Regions from separate parts of the Anas platyrhynchos genome. Here region 2 is linked to region 1. Evidence: chromatin contacts called from public Hi-C data. All regions are on one chromosome and are shown on one strand. Each heading gives the region's core, a stretch centred on a gene start, on an enhancer-like site or on the middle of the called end of the contact. The rest is flanking DNA. Distances are from core to core; before and after follow the strand shown.

Region 1 (7,006 bases), core at 1,618-4,117:
GTTGAGTAGGCATTCACCCTTGATATTATATATTGTTATCTTAGGGGGCTGGAAGTATAAATTGCCCTGTCATATTCATTTTATCTGGCTTTGATCTAATACTTTTTTTTTTTTTTTTTTTTTTTTTTTTTTTTTTTTCCCCCCTCTCAGGTAAAATAATGTAACAGTGATTATATTCTTCAGTTTCAGCCTTTTTATTTCATCTTACCCATAGTGCTAGGGTTGTCATGTTCTTCCTCATGCTGACATCTTCAGAACGTCATGTTGCAGAATTAGATTTTACACAACTCTGATGTTGCAGCAGTTAAGGATTTATTATATATCTCTACAGCAAATAACAAGGTTAGATCATAAGATTTTAACAGCACTTAATCAGCATCTAAGTATCAGTCAGTTAACATGGTGATCTAAAGAAACTTGCTACAATAGCAACAGTGACTTAAAGGTTCCTGAATGGCAAGGGTCACCCGAGCCTTAGTGTAGGGTCCAGGGGGGAGCTCTAAATCCAGTCGCATGCTTCCGAAACTCCCCCTTAGAGTGAATTACTCACCCTACTTCCATGTCAGCATTGGTCCACAGATGAGATTGTTCCTCAAGGAGTCAGCTCTGAGATGCACATCCCCTCAGGGGTACCCTGAGAAGTGTCCCAGTTCAGGGAGAGATTGAGAGTGCAGCCTGCTGTGGTCCCTGGAGTGCTCAAAGAGTTCTTGTTTGGGATCCCTATTTATAGGATTATAAGGCTTTTGGTCAGTAATTTTCCAGGATTCAGGTCTTCCGCCAATCTGTTTAGGAATCAGGTTGTGCAATCCTCCCTCTCAACCCTCAACAGAAGAGTGAGACAGCATCAGACTTCACAGCGTTCTGTAGATAGCAATGATGCCGTGATGGCTTTTCCTTTCATATTTATTAGATCTTTATCATAGTCATATTGTAGTCATGATGGACTCGTAGTCATATTGTAGTCCTGATTGACTCGTAGTGAAGCTCAGATGCCTTATCGGGTTGTTTCCTGAAGTGAGCTCTTCCTGAGGCTCCATTGTTAATGAGCTGGTTCAAGGAGTGATTACACTGACACCTACAGAGGCTTATAAGTCTGAACAAGTCATATGCCCAGTAAGGAGCAGGGTGTACCTACCACGCTGTACAGAAGTAGGGCGTACCTGACACACAAGTCTTCATTTCACATCTATCACTTCTATTATTGCGAGTTCTTATTTCTGAGTACTTTCTGCAGGTCAAATTTCAAGGTGACACTTTTGAAGCATCATCTTCTGAACGAAATGTTGAAGAGGGCTAACTGACTTTTCATTTTTCATTCTGATCTTCTAAGATCAGATCTTCCTTCTTGTGAATTTTATCACGTAGGGTGAAAAGGGTAATGTGAATGTACCTGCAGAAAGAAAAAAGAAATTTATGTGATTGCTGAATCAGACTCTGAACTTCAATGTTGTTACTTGCTTGGCAGACTTCTAATGAGAATACGATGATTATTTTTTTTAACATTGATGGCATGTAACATTATATAATATGTCCCTAATATGAAGTTTTTATTCAACAATACACAGCAGATAACTTAAAACAAATGTCTATGCACACACACTATTAGCTTTTCTGTGGTAAATAAGAATGCATGTATTTTAGTAATGAGAAAAAAAAAAAAAAAAAAAAAAAAAAAAAAAAAAAAGACGTCTCCAAACACATGCTGGTTAGATGGCAACCTGTCTTACAAAGGTTTTGCTTTCAGTGTGCGGCTGTTGTGCTTTAGCCCCAGCAGGAAGCTCAGCACCACAGAGTTGCTCACTCACCCTTCTCAAGAGGATGAGACAATTGGAAAGGTTAAATTGTGAGAATTCATAGGTTGAGGAAAAGACATTTTAACAGGTAAAGCAAAAGTCACGTGCACAAGCAGAGCCAAATGAGTCCATTTGCTGCCTCCCATCGGCAGGCAGGTGCTCATGAAGGCAGGGCTCATCAAGTTTCTTGGCAAGACAAAGGCCATCGCTCTGAATGCCTCTGTCTTCTTCCTCCTGTACCCTAACTTTTACTGCTGAGCATGGCACCACACGCTGTGGGACATCCCTCTGGCCAGCTGCCCTGGCTGTCCTGGTGCACCCGCAGCCTCCTTGCTGGCAGGGCAGTGTGAGAAGCTGGCTCTACCCAAGCACTGCTCTGCAGCAACCAAAAATATGTGTTATTGCTGCTATTTTAATCAAAAATCCAGAACACAGCATCACACAAGCCTTTATGAAGAAAATTAACCCTATCTCTGCTAAGACCATGACAAGTTTATAGGTCACGTATGAACTTTTAGCGTGAGAATGCTGCGCTCTGGTAGGTCACATCACCGTTTTTGGGGCAGTTTGGTGAATCCCCTGAATAATTTCGGCATGCCTGGCGGTTTGGGCAAAAGCTGATGGTTTTGGCTGTGCTGCACCTCAGTGAAAAACAAGATAATATAAGGTTGTGACACAGGAACGGCAGAAGGGGTAGGTTGAACTCTAGAATTAAGAGGAGAGGCGCTGCCTCCGTGTTTATGGCTGGGTACGGGCACGAAGCCTCCGCCCCATGAGAGAGCGATGAGGGGGCGGCAGGGAGAGGAACTGAAGGGCTTTATTGAACTCCTGGCGGCGGCCATTTCAGGTCAGGGAACCCTCCACCCGCAGCGGCGTCGCTCCGCCTCACCGCGCATGCGCCGCCGCGATTAGGGCAGCCGGGGCGTGCGGCCGCCAGCCATAAGCCGCCCCACCCCCAGCGCGCACGCGCGCCGCCACCACCGGCCTCACCTCCCCACCCCACCCCGGCGCCGCTTCCGCCTCGCGGGCCAATCGGCGGCGGCGCTGCCCCGCGCCGGGCCAATCAGCGGCGCCCACGACCCTCCCCGCAGCACCAAGAGCCGCGCGGCCGGGGCTCGGCCGGCAGTGTCGCGGCGGGCGTGGGGCGGTCATGGTGTGCGCCGCCGCCTCCGCCGGGCGGCTGGGCCCCGCGCTGCCCTTCCTCATCGTGCTCCTCGACCTGCGGCACCACGGTGAGCAGCGATTCACCCCCGGGCCTTAGCGACCCTCCGGGCCTTCCCCGGCGCTGCCTGAGGGGGTCGGGGCGGTTTGGCTGCGCCTCCCTCCCGGCGCCGGGTGTGCGCCCCGGCAGCGCCCAGGCCCCGTTATGCAACCGCCGGGGCCGGGCGGCGCCTTCAGAGTTACCTCCTTGGATGGCTGCTCTGGCACAGTCAGGGGAGAAACAGCGGTTGTGACAGGCTGGGGGCTCTGCGTTTGGTGGTGCCAGCCTGGCTCAACTGCACGGGTCAGTGCCTCTGTAGAATAACTGAAGTCACGTTACTAAACGGGGGTGTGTCTTCTTCATGTCAACTTAATAGAGATATTCTGGAGTGAAGTACTAAATTAAGGCCCGGAACCAACACCCGTCACTTACCGAATTTACCTATATTTTACTCATGTTTTAATTCCTGAGTTCATTTTCCAGAAAATGTACTGAAGGGGTTTAGGGATTTCGTGCTACTTTAAACATTATTCGTGTTTCCATTTGCATCTTGCTGCCTTGCTTGTAAAAGTCTGCCTTGTGCCATCTGGTTCATGGATCAGTGACAGCCTGCGTGACCTTTGTACCTTACAGTCGATATCTGTGGATGTGAGTTATTTCAGGCCAGTAAACGCGTTCAGTCAGAAATGTTTTGGGATACGTGGTGTCGTGGGAAGTTGCAGTTCATCCCTTCCTGTCCTGTTTCCTGAATCCTTTCCCCTTGAACTCCCTGACTTCTGCCGAAGAGCTCCCGTCTGGCACAGACTGCCTCTTGGGAACGCTTCCCCTTCGTGGCTGCTCACCCACACAAACAGGCAAAAAGAGGCAACTGGGGAGGATAGGGAAATATTGTTCCTCTTTCCCTTCTTCACCCTGAGGGAAAGGTAATAAGGAGAACAAGAAGAAATGATTTTAAGTATGTGGTGCTCAATTCGTTACTGTCAGCCCAGTAACCTCCTCACTCCTATCCCATATGTTTCTGCCCTGAGTTTGGGAAGGTTTTTTCGTTTCTCCCCAAGTTTTGTGAGGAAGAAAGGAGTTTTCTCTTGTCTTTTTGGTTTCCAAGCTTTGTTTTATTTATGAACTTTGTTTGCAAACTGAGGGAGTAAAACTGCGTGGATGGAAATTGGACATATGTCAACTGGATGTGGGGAGGGGAAGGTTTTGCTGTGCCCTGAGGCCGCTTGTGAGCTTTTTTGATCAGCCCTGAAGCTGCGATTGCATCTCCACTTCTTCCTTTGTTCGTTCTTATCGCTGCAAAGCATGCTGACACACTTACAGAAGGGCCATACTAATCAGAACCATCCCAAAAGCAGGACTGCCCCTTCACGTGACAAAACAACCACTGGACTCAGTTTAAAAATAAAAGTTCAGCTCCCTTTGATTAAGTTTAGTGGCGTGCATGTTTCTGCTTGGAAGAACGTGACAGTGAAACTTGTGTTTCTGGTGCACTGTCTTATTTTCACAGTCCTGTGACCCAGCTTGGTCATGAAATTAAAAAAAGTTGAAAATTCTTCAGGGAAGAAAATAGGAGCGTATGGATAAGTGTAAAACCGTGAAGCAGTTCTGGAGTTAGAGGGCCAGAAACCCTACCAGGAAGCTCTCAGCTGTTTGAAGTGCGTGTATTTAACTGGAAGGACAGGTCGGCTACACCTGTTTGTCTTCCTGTAGGGTGTCAGCGCCCGGAGCAGGAAAGCAGGAGCACCTGGTTTCTCTCCAGAGCAGGTCTGTGGACTCTCTGCTCTTGGGTCAGGGAGTAGGTACCCAAAAATGTTGTGCAGAACTCCTGTGTCTGTGCTGGCAGCCCTTGGCTGTCTGCCACGGGGTGGTTGCTTTGGAGCTGCTGTCTGCCTGCTGCCAAAAAGTTAAGTGCTGTGTTTGTGAGCAAACTGCCCGGCCATCAGGTCTGTGCACTCCTCGGTAGCTCATGGTGACACTGGCTGCTCCTGGAGATCCCTCACTGATTCGTGATGTTCAGAAACAGGTAGGGTCAAGTTTTTCCTGCTCAGTAACCCCTAACAGTCACTTCACTCGTTTCCTTTATTTGCTGGTGCCATCTTCGGTATTTTCAAGGAAAAAGCTCTCCTGCCAGATGCGTTGTGTGGCTGCTGTGCCTTACGAGCATAACGCACAAGCAGGGCGCTCTAGGCACGTCCTGTAGTGGAAGCTATTCTTAGAGCAGTGCTGATGTGACTGAATGTGAAATGTGGATGCTCTGCGAGGAACTGGAGACGCTGTGAAACTTGAATGCTGTGTTTTGGTGAGCAGAAAGTGCCTCAGTAACCTACAGCCCCCTTACAGCATCCAACCTCACGTCTCACAACTTCTGAGAGACTTCAGATATTCATATGTGGGGAGAGGCAGGGGGCACGAAGCTCATGGGTCTTCTGTTGTTTCATTTTTTGGGGTAAATTTTGTTTTTTCATGTTAAATATTTCAGCCTGCTTGCGGTTGACATCTGATTTGTTGCTACCATGCTCCCAAAGCCAGGGGGAATTGGACTTTTTCCAAGGGCGTGTGTTTTTTTGTTTGTGCCTTACTGTTTGTTTTGGCCTTTTAAAGGACATTGGATGACTCAGTGATCAAAACTTTGAGCTAGGAAAAAAGGCAAGTGTCCATTTTTTTTTCCCTGTAAAAGAGAAATTCACATGAAAGATACTGAATACTGCATGTGAGAAACCTGTCAAGAAATGCTTCTGTGATATTGTCAGTGAAGCTGTTTATATTTATTCAGTGTTGTGCACACCCAGAATGGATCTTAAAATGCATTTTTAATAAGTTCCCCAAATGGACTGTATGAGAAATATTACTGTTTTAATTCCCTCTAGTTAAACAGCAAACAAAAAAAGAAAACTTGGGGGTTATTTTATAATTATTTCCATTGATTGTAAAAAGGAAATTTGTTTGTGTGGCAGATATAATGCAAACCATTGAATTGAAGCCTTTGGATCCAACTACTTGATTTGTCACCGATGGTTTTTTTTCAAGAGGTAGAAGTTTTTCCAGTGGATACAGAGGACATTTTTGTCATTTTTTTTAGTAGAGACAGCCCAACTTTCTTACGATGTGGAACTGGAAGTTATGAACTGCATTAAGGAGTGGGAAGGGAAAAAAACAAGATTTTGGATGCTAAAAACTCCTAAAAGTTGATGCCTTGGTGATCAGAAGTTACTGTTCCTTCATTAGAAATACTACTTTGTTGTTTAATCACCTCTCGGGGTGAGAAGTTCTGATATGCTTTCCTTTAATGTGCCTGGGTAGTGTAACGCTTCAGACTAAGAACCAACTTCAAAGTGCTACTCAATTTTTGTATTGAATTCATAGGATCATAGTCCCACCCCCCTGCCATGTGCAGGGACACCTCCCCCCAGCCCAGGCTGCCCACAGCCCCATCCAGCCTGGCCTTGAGCACCTCCAGGGATGGGGCACCCACAGCTTCTCTGGGCAGCCTGTGCCAGCGCCTCACCGCCCTCACAGTGAAGAACTTCTTTATATCTGATCTAAACCTGCATTCTATGCTTAAAAACATTATTCCTTGTCTTATTGCTATACTCCCTGATGAAGAGTCCCTCTTGAGTTCACTTCTGATGATTTCAGTACAAAACCTGAGTAAAAGAAATTGCTTCCTTGTAACTGTAGCTCATTGTTTTCTGAGGGTAGTGTATTTAAGATTTTAATGTATTGACCTTGCTTAAATTTGTGCATAATGGATGCTGTCAGAAAGCTGTTCATCGTGTGCATGCTTTAAGTCACAAATTGACAAGTCATAATGAAATTGTTGTGATTTAAAGAATGCTGGAAGCAGTACAAATAAAAAAAAACACCATTGCTGACTTCATATATGTACAGCAAGGACTTAAAATCAGCAGTCTTGGCAGTCTTCTTTCCCTGGAGGTTGACCAGCAGCAGTTCGTCAGTTTTGAGCTAAAACCCATCCCTTCTGAAACACACCACTCAAATACAAATTTCATAT
Region 2 (7,006 bases), core at 3,272-5,771, 160 kb before region 1:
AAGCGATTCTTCCAGTAACATTTATCAAACCTTTGTCTTTAGGCAGCTCACCAAGCACAGCACTTAAGAGTGAAGACTGGAAAAGATTCAAAAATAAAAAATGTGAAGTTTGATTGCATTGAATACACCATGGAAACTACGAAGTACTTATTGTCATGATGGCCTACTTCACCCTGTCACTCAAGCCACTCTAATTGTATAAATGCACTAGTACCCTTTAAATGCTGTCTAGAAGTAAAACACACAGTACTGGTTAACTTTGAACCATCTCCTCCCCACTCACAGGCCATCTGCTTTCCTTGAATGACAGTACCTCAATGTAAAGTGTATCTTTATACACAAGAAGTTTCACATTTTCAAGTTTTAGACATGTTTAAGAGACTCAAAAACCCCACAGAATGGAGTAAGCATCAAGACTTACTTTTCCAGCTCCTACAGGCCCAATCACAGCCAGCAATTCCCCTCGTCTAACAGTAAATGAAAGTTGCTGAAGTGCTGGGGTTTCTAAACTCTGTGGATTTAAGAAAAAGTCACACTTACTCAGTATGAAATACACATCAACAAAATAACTCTTTAGAAACAGAGAACAATGCACATAAGTGACTCTAAATTAGCAACCCATATGACAACTGTATTTTCAGACACACTGCTTACCTCTTCAGTAATTCACACACACCTCTGAAATGCATTGATCCTTAACCCTAAGCAAGTAATTGACAAAACTGAGTTCAGGGAATGAGGAAACTTAAGGCAGTAGCAGAAGTACTTCCTCCAAGCCCACGCCTCCAAGCTGCAGCTCAGCACAGAGCTGGGATGGCAGCCTCAGTAAGAGGAGGTCTCAGCTGGACATCTCCATGGCATTCACCAACCTGGCCCCACAGGTCCAGCTCCACCTCTTACCAGCTGTAAGAAGGAGAGTTTTTGAAGTTCTCTCACAGCCTGGGAAAGCTAGGTCTGTGCTTGCTCTCAAAGCTGCATCCAAAGTCAAAACAGGAAAGTACCATTTGCTTTGACACAGCTTCATCTCATGCATCTTGGAGGCCTCTGACAGACAACACTGTGGAGTATTTGTGTGGAAATACATGACCTTGAATTCTTTGTTCAATAGTCCTTACTAACATGCCTATCCTTTATGCTACACCACTGATAAGAGTTTATTTCTCAACATATTTTGCACCTCTCCTACCAAGGTGTGATTGTAAAAATCATAGAACCGTGGAATGCTCTGTGCTAGAAAGGGCTTTAAAGATACCCAGTCCCACCCCCCCTGCCATGGGCAGGGACACCTCCCACCAGCCCAGGCTGCCCAAAGCCCCATCCAGCCTGGCCTTGAGCACCTCCAGGGATGGGGCACCCACAGCTTCTCTGGGCAGCCTGTGCCAGGGCCTCACCACCCTCTGAGTAAATAATATCTTCCTAATACCTAGTCTAAACGTACCCTCCTTTACCTTAAAGCCATTATTCCAGTCCTATCACTACGCTCCCTGACAAAGAGTCCCCCTCCAGCTTACTTAAAGGTTCCCTTTAGGTACTGGAAGGCCTCTATAAAGTCTCCCCAGAGCCTTCTCCAGGCTGAACAACCCCAACTCCCTCAGCCTGTCTTCATAGGAGAGGTGCTCCAGCCCTCTGAGCATCCTCATGGCCCTCCTCTGGACTCGCTCTAATATGTCCCATGTCCTTCTTATGCTGGGGACCCCAGAACTGAATGCAGCGCTCCAGGTGGGGTCTCACAAGAGCAGAGGGGCACAATCCCCTCCCTCTACCTGCTGGCCATGCTGCTTTTCATTCAGCCCAAGACTTGGTTGGCCTTCTGGGCTGCCAGCACACATTGCCAGCTCACACTGAGCTTCTCATCAACCAACACCCTCAAGTCCTTCTCCTGAGGGCTGCTCTCAATCCACTCATCACCCAGCCTGTATACATTTTTGGGATTGCCTCAGCCCAGGTGCAGGACCTTGCACTTGGCCTTGTTGAACCTCAGGAGGCTCACACAGGCCCACCTCTCAAGCCTGTCCAGGTCCCTCTGGATGGCATCCCTTCCCTCCAGCTTACTGACCGCGCCACTCAGCTTGGTGTCACCGGCAAACCCGCTGAGGGCACACTCAATCCCTCTGCCCAGCTCACCAACAAAGATGTTGAACAGCACCAGGCCTCAGTACTGACTTCTGAGGAAGACCACTTGTCACTAGTCTCCACCTGGACATCCAGCCATTGATCACAGCTCTTTGAGTGTGACCATCCAGAAAATTCCTTATCCACTGAGTGGTCCATTCTTCTAATCCATGTCTCTCCAACTTAGAAACAAGGATGTCACGTGGGACAGTTTCAAATCCTTTGCACAAGTCCAGGTAGATAGATGACATCAGTTGCTCGTTTATCAGTGATGTACCTATCACTGCAGCCAAGGCTGCCCTTGAGCTCCACATTCCCCACCTGTCCCTTCTTGTTGGCTAGGATGATGACCAGCATAGCACCTGCTTTCATTTGCTCCTCAACCATGTGGAGAAAGAAGTTAACACTGACACGCTCCAGGAACTTTCTGGTTTGCTTATGCCCTGTTGTGTTGTCCCTCCAACAGATATCAGGGTGGTTGAAGTCCTCCTCTATGAGGACCAGAGCTTATGAGAACATGAGGCTGCTCCTATCAGTCTGTAGAGGATCTCACTTGTTCAGTCTTCCTGGTGAGTGTCCTGTAGCAGACCCCCACTCTAACATCACCCGTCCCAGCCCTCCCTTTAATCCTGACACACAAATCCTGCCAGCTCCTCATCTACCCCCAGGTGGAGCTCCATGCAGCTGGTCATTGACAGACGGTGGCACCCCCTCCTCATCCCCTTTATTTCTTATGAAAAGGAAGGATCCTCATGTCTTTAATAGCTACTGTAAACCTCATAGCTAAGGGTCTGGTGCAGCTCCCCCTCACTAAAGCAAAAATCCCTTGTAACAGGGTTTGCCCTTACATGCATCTGAGGCTGCCCTAAGCGTGACTGACACTAAAATGCAAACAGCAAAATACTAGCATTAAAAAAAAAAAAAAAAAAAAGCGCTGGATATTGCTAGTATTTCTATTAAACAACCACATTAAAGCCCAGCCCTAAAATTCAGAAGAAGGGCACAATGGCCCCTCCAAGCTACTGACAGGCTGCTTAAAGTCTCCAGCCACCCTCTGACATGCGGGAGGCTGAGAAGGCTGTCACCTGTCCCTGCAAGGAAGCTGCCCGGTGACCCAGCTCTGGGACTGCCCAAAGGGGAAACTTGCAACTAGCTGCTCCAAATGATCTGGGAGAGACGTAGGTGCGGTATCCATCCCACCTGTGACAGCTGGACTGACACACACGTGCCTCCTCAGGCCAGGAGAAATGCTCGGTGAAGCAGGAGGGTCCTCAGAGCCCAGTGGCACACATCCCGTCACAGCTGCCAGCTCTCTGTATGAAATCAGAGTCACGCAGCAAGAACCCAAACCTGTGTGTGCTGTGCCACCCCGCACACCTACTGTTGTTGCTGCTGTTATCCCCACGAGGTGGCAGCAACAGGGATCTTTTCTTTTTTCTCCACACCATCAGCATTTTGCCATGAATGTGCTTTCTCAGCCTAGAGTGCACGCACAGGCACGGTTCAGGTACTGAACTGGAGGTAAGGTCAGAATTCCACTAGCTGGTGGCAGCCAACGCATTTTTTAATGCAAGGTTTGTAGGATGAGGAATTATCTTTTAATAAATAGATCTGAAAAATCGATTTTACTTAGAAGAAAGTACTTAGAAAAGTAAATAAGCTGTTCCACACACCCCTCCACAGCCCCTCTTCAGACCTCTTGATGTTGTTTCTGTATTCACAAGAGAGCAATGGGACTTCCACCCATGCCAAGGTTTTCAAAACAAAATACTGTAAGATCCTACGAATAATGTTAGAAAAACATCAAAATAGAAGTTTTTAAATTACCAAGTTATTATATATTAAAGCAGTACTCTAAGATGTCACAGACCCTACAGAGAAGCAGTAATGCAAGCAAAAAGCACAGCCATGAGGGCATGGTATTTCTGCAAAATAGCACTCCATAATTAAAGGCAGTTTGTTCTATTTTTAGGCAGCGAGGCACTAAAATTAGAGCCCAGACTGATGTTACAGCTAAGTTCACCTGACAGCTAATTGTCACCAAATGTCCCAGCTCCCCTGCGCCCTGTCAGCTACACGTCTGTCACCTCCCTTCTGCTGCTGCTTCTCCTGGCCTGACCTTGCAGATGTGTTGTTGTTCACGGGACTCGGCTGTCAGAAAACAAATCAGACAAAAAGGGTTTCATTGCTTTATCCCTGTGAAGAGCCTCACCATGGGGTCACACATCATCGCCAACACAAGGCAGGGAACAGGGGCACAGAGCGGGAGGACAGAAAGATACGGGACTGATCCCTTCAGCAGCAGCAACTCCTTCAGTGAGCCTGGGCAGACCTCACACCCTGCGGCCAAATGAAAGAAGTAATTCATCCCATCTAAGGGCTTCAGAGCTGATCTATTACACAGAAGTACTACACTGCTTAAGCTCTTCATTTGAGCAACTAAAATTACAAGGGATACATTTGGCCTCTGTTCAAATTCCTGAATTTTCAAGTTTTTCAGCTGAGCACACAGACTGTTCTGTAAACTAAAGGCACGTCAGGAAAAACCCCGTATTGAAGAGTCCCCAGTTCCATGCTGCTATCAGACCAGCCTGTGGAACTCAGATAAGACTTGCCTCGGTAAAACAAGAGTGTGACCGTGAATTAATTGGTTTTATTTATCTTTTGATAAACTGTAATACACCATGTTAAGTTGTTTTCCTAAAACTCTATCTAATAATCCCTTTTTTACTTCCAGTGATTTTGGATTTGTGGGTTGTTGTGGATTTTTTTGTTTTGTTTTGTTTTTAAGTACCTATTTGGACTCATAATCTTTAAAAATAAAATAAAAATATAATCCAATCTTTTGGATGTTGCTATACAGAGAGCCAAAGAGTCATGAGAAACCCAGATACAGTAGCAGCAGGCTGAATTGGTTACTTGACAAAGTATAGCATATTTTTATTATTCCTTTCATAACTTGCCTCTCACAGAACTCTCCCATCTTTTCAGTCAGCAACTCCATAAAATTATTTTGCCTTATTGTAGAAGCGTGTAAGAGAAATGTTCTGAACTGCTGGTATAGTTCCGGGAGAACTATTCTTCTGCTATGCACATTTCACTTAAATATCAAAATGAAAATTACATTAAGTTTTCTTTTCTTTTTTTAAACCAAAAGGAATCTAGTTAATTCCGGTCATGCTATTCAACTTCTCCTAATATAAATAACTCCTGAAAAACCCAAAGGTGTTCTACGGACATATTATGCAACCATTTCCTATAGATTGTTAGCAGTGGTATAATATTGGTTTGGGGAGAAAACAAAGGCTGAGAAATACATTCCACCCTGCACCAGACTGCATTCACTATTAAATATTCCACGTCACTTAATTAAAAAGTTTGGTCAATGTCTCTGAAAGAATTCATGTCACAGAGAAGCTCTGAGAAAGTAAAGCATAATAACGTAGCAATTTAGTTTTATAGCTGAGTAGTATTGTAAGGTGGATCCTCTCATATATTTTCACACTTTATCTTCCTTGGGACACAGCACATGTGAGGGGAGGAGGGTGTATAAGGGGAGATCCGTGAGATGTCTTATTTGCATTACATTTATATGCAAAACTCATTTTTAGAGCTTCCAGCATTTCTGATGGAGACTGAAGCTTCCCTTGTGCAAGGACACTGGCAGCTCATAATAACTCCAGCAACTCACCACAAATTGCTGCTTCTCGTAACAACTGTATTTTTAAAAAACAGAATCAACACTTGCCTCTCTTGGAGAAAAGGATACATAACAGATGTATCACCTCCGTATTGTCCCTTTTCTAGTCATTTTGGTGGCTTTGGCATATTTTAAGAACGAGCAATTTGCAGCTGAACAACCTCAATTAAAACACACAGAGTAACAAGTTCTTGGAGATTCGTCCCTAAAGCTTTCAAATCTGTTACATGAAGTATAATATTGTACTGCTCCTACACTAACGAACCAGTCAGCGTTCAGTTCACAAGAAAAAAACAACAAAAAACATCATACACTAAGGCCTGCTGTACTGTGCTGTCTGTCCTTAATTCCAATGTAAACATCTAAGCTGCAGTATGATGCTGTTAAATGAGATATTTTCCCATAGAAACGTACAGATTTTCATTTAGTATAAAATTCAAGAGCAGCTACTTCTAAGATGCACTTGATAGTGTTTTAAATCTATTCAACAGAGGTAGTTTAACATACTAAAAGGTTTCTCCTGCACCAATACAAAGCAACAGCGCACCATACAGAGACATACTGCTTTGTAGGCTCAACATGCCTGCAGCACCAGTACGCCCTTAACATTTAGTAGAAGTTTACCTTATCCCAATAGCAAGTCAAGTCCTGAACATGAAGAATGACATTGTCATTACTACCATGCAGCTGGGGCTTGAAGTGTGAGACCTCATCAAGTATCAGGAAGTTCTGCAATAAAAGAAAAGGTCGGGTTACTGATGTGAGACTGGGAATGAGAAAGGAAGCCAAACACATGTTTTTCTAAGCAGCATACAAAATGTTATTGATGAAAAAATAAACACACCGATAAAGGAATTCCAAAGCAATGCAAAACCCATTCAGACAATGCACCTCTAAGAGCTAACTATCCCAGAGATCACGCAGAAGTGCAGATTTCACAGCGTAACAGTACTGTGGAACTCTACCAGCAACCTGCTCAATAACAAGATCTCTGAAGCACATAGAAATAAAAAAAAAGAAATTTTTCATGGATAACAGTTACAAGTTGGAGACAAAAGACAGAACAATTCTAACACAATTTGAATCACCCACCATGAAGACCTGAAACAGGCCTCTAGTCCACAACATTTTGAGAGAAGACAAGTAGTTAACACGTACTGAATGGCCTGCACACATGAGAGTAATGCTGAAGAC

What was found. Hi-C and Micro-C count contacts between places; a contact is called where the count stands out from the background.
Region 2: a contact with region 1 is called in a Hi-C map of liver, with 4 times the contacts expected there. The contact joins the enhancer-like site here to the promoter of DNAJC3 in region 1. A contact is called at or near these places in 2 of 8 Hi-C or Micro-C datasets (liver and subcutaneous adipose tissue).

What each region holds. Positions count from the first base shown.
Region 1 is chr1:153,696,628-153,703,633 of IASCAAS_PekinDuck_T2T, reverse strand. DNAJC3 (DnaJ heat shock protein family (Hsp40) member C3) reads left to right here and starts at 2,867. Exons shown (of 12, transcript XM_027443265.3): 1 at 2,867-3,025. The coding sequence starts at 2,944.
Region 2 is chr1:153,857,171-153,864,176 of IASCAAS_PekinDuck_T2T, reverse strand. It overlaps ABCC4 (ATP binding cassette subfamily C member 4 (PEL blood group)), which reads right to left. Exons shown (of 31, transcript XM_027443227.3): 9 at 6,437-6,541; 10 at 422-511; 11 at 1-76. Among named protein-coding and RNA genes, the nearest start is that of ABCC4, 31 kb to the right of the region's middle. Within about 2 kb of position 4,521, at least 2 of the 8 cell types and tissues checked have an H3K27ac peak or open chromatin away from gene starts, as enhancers often do.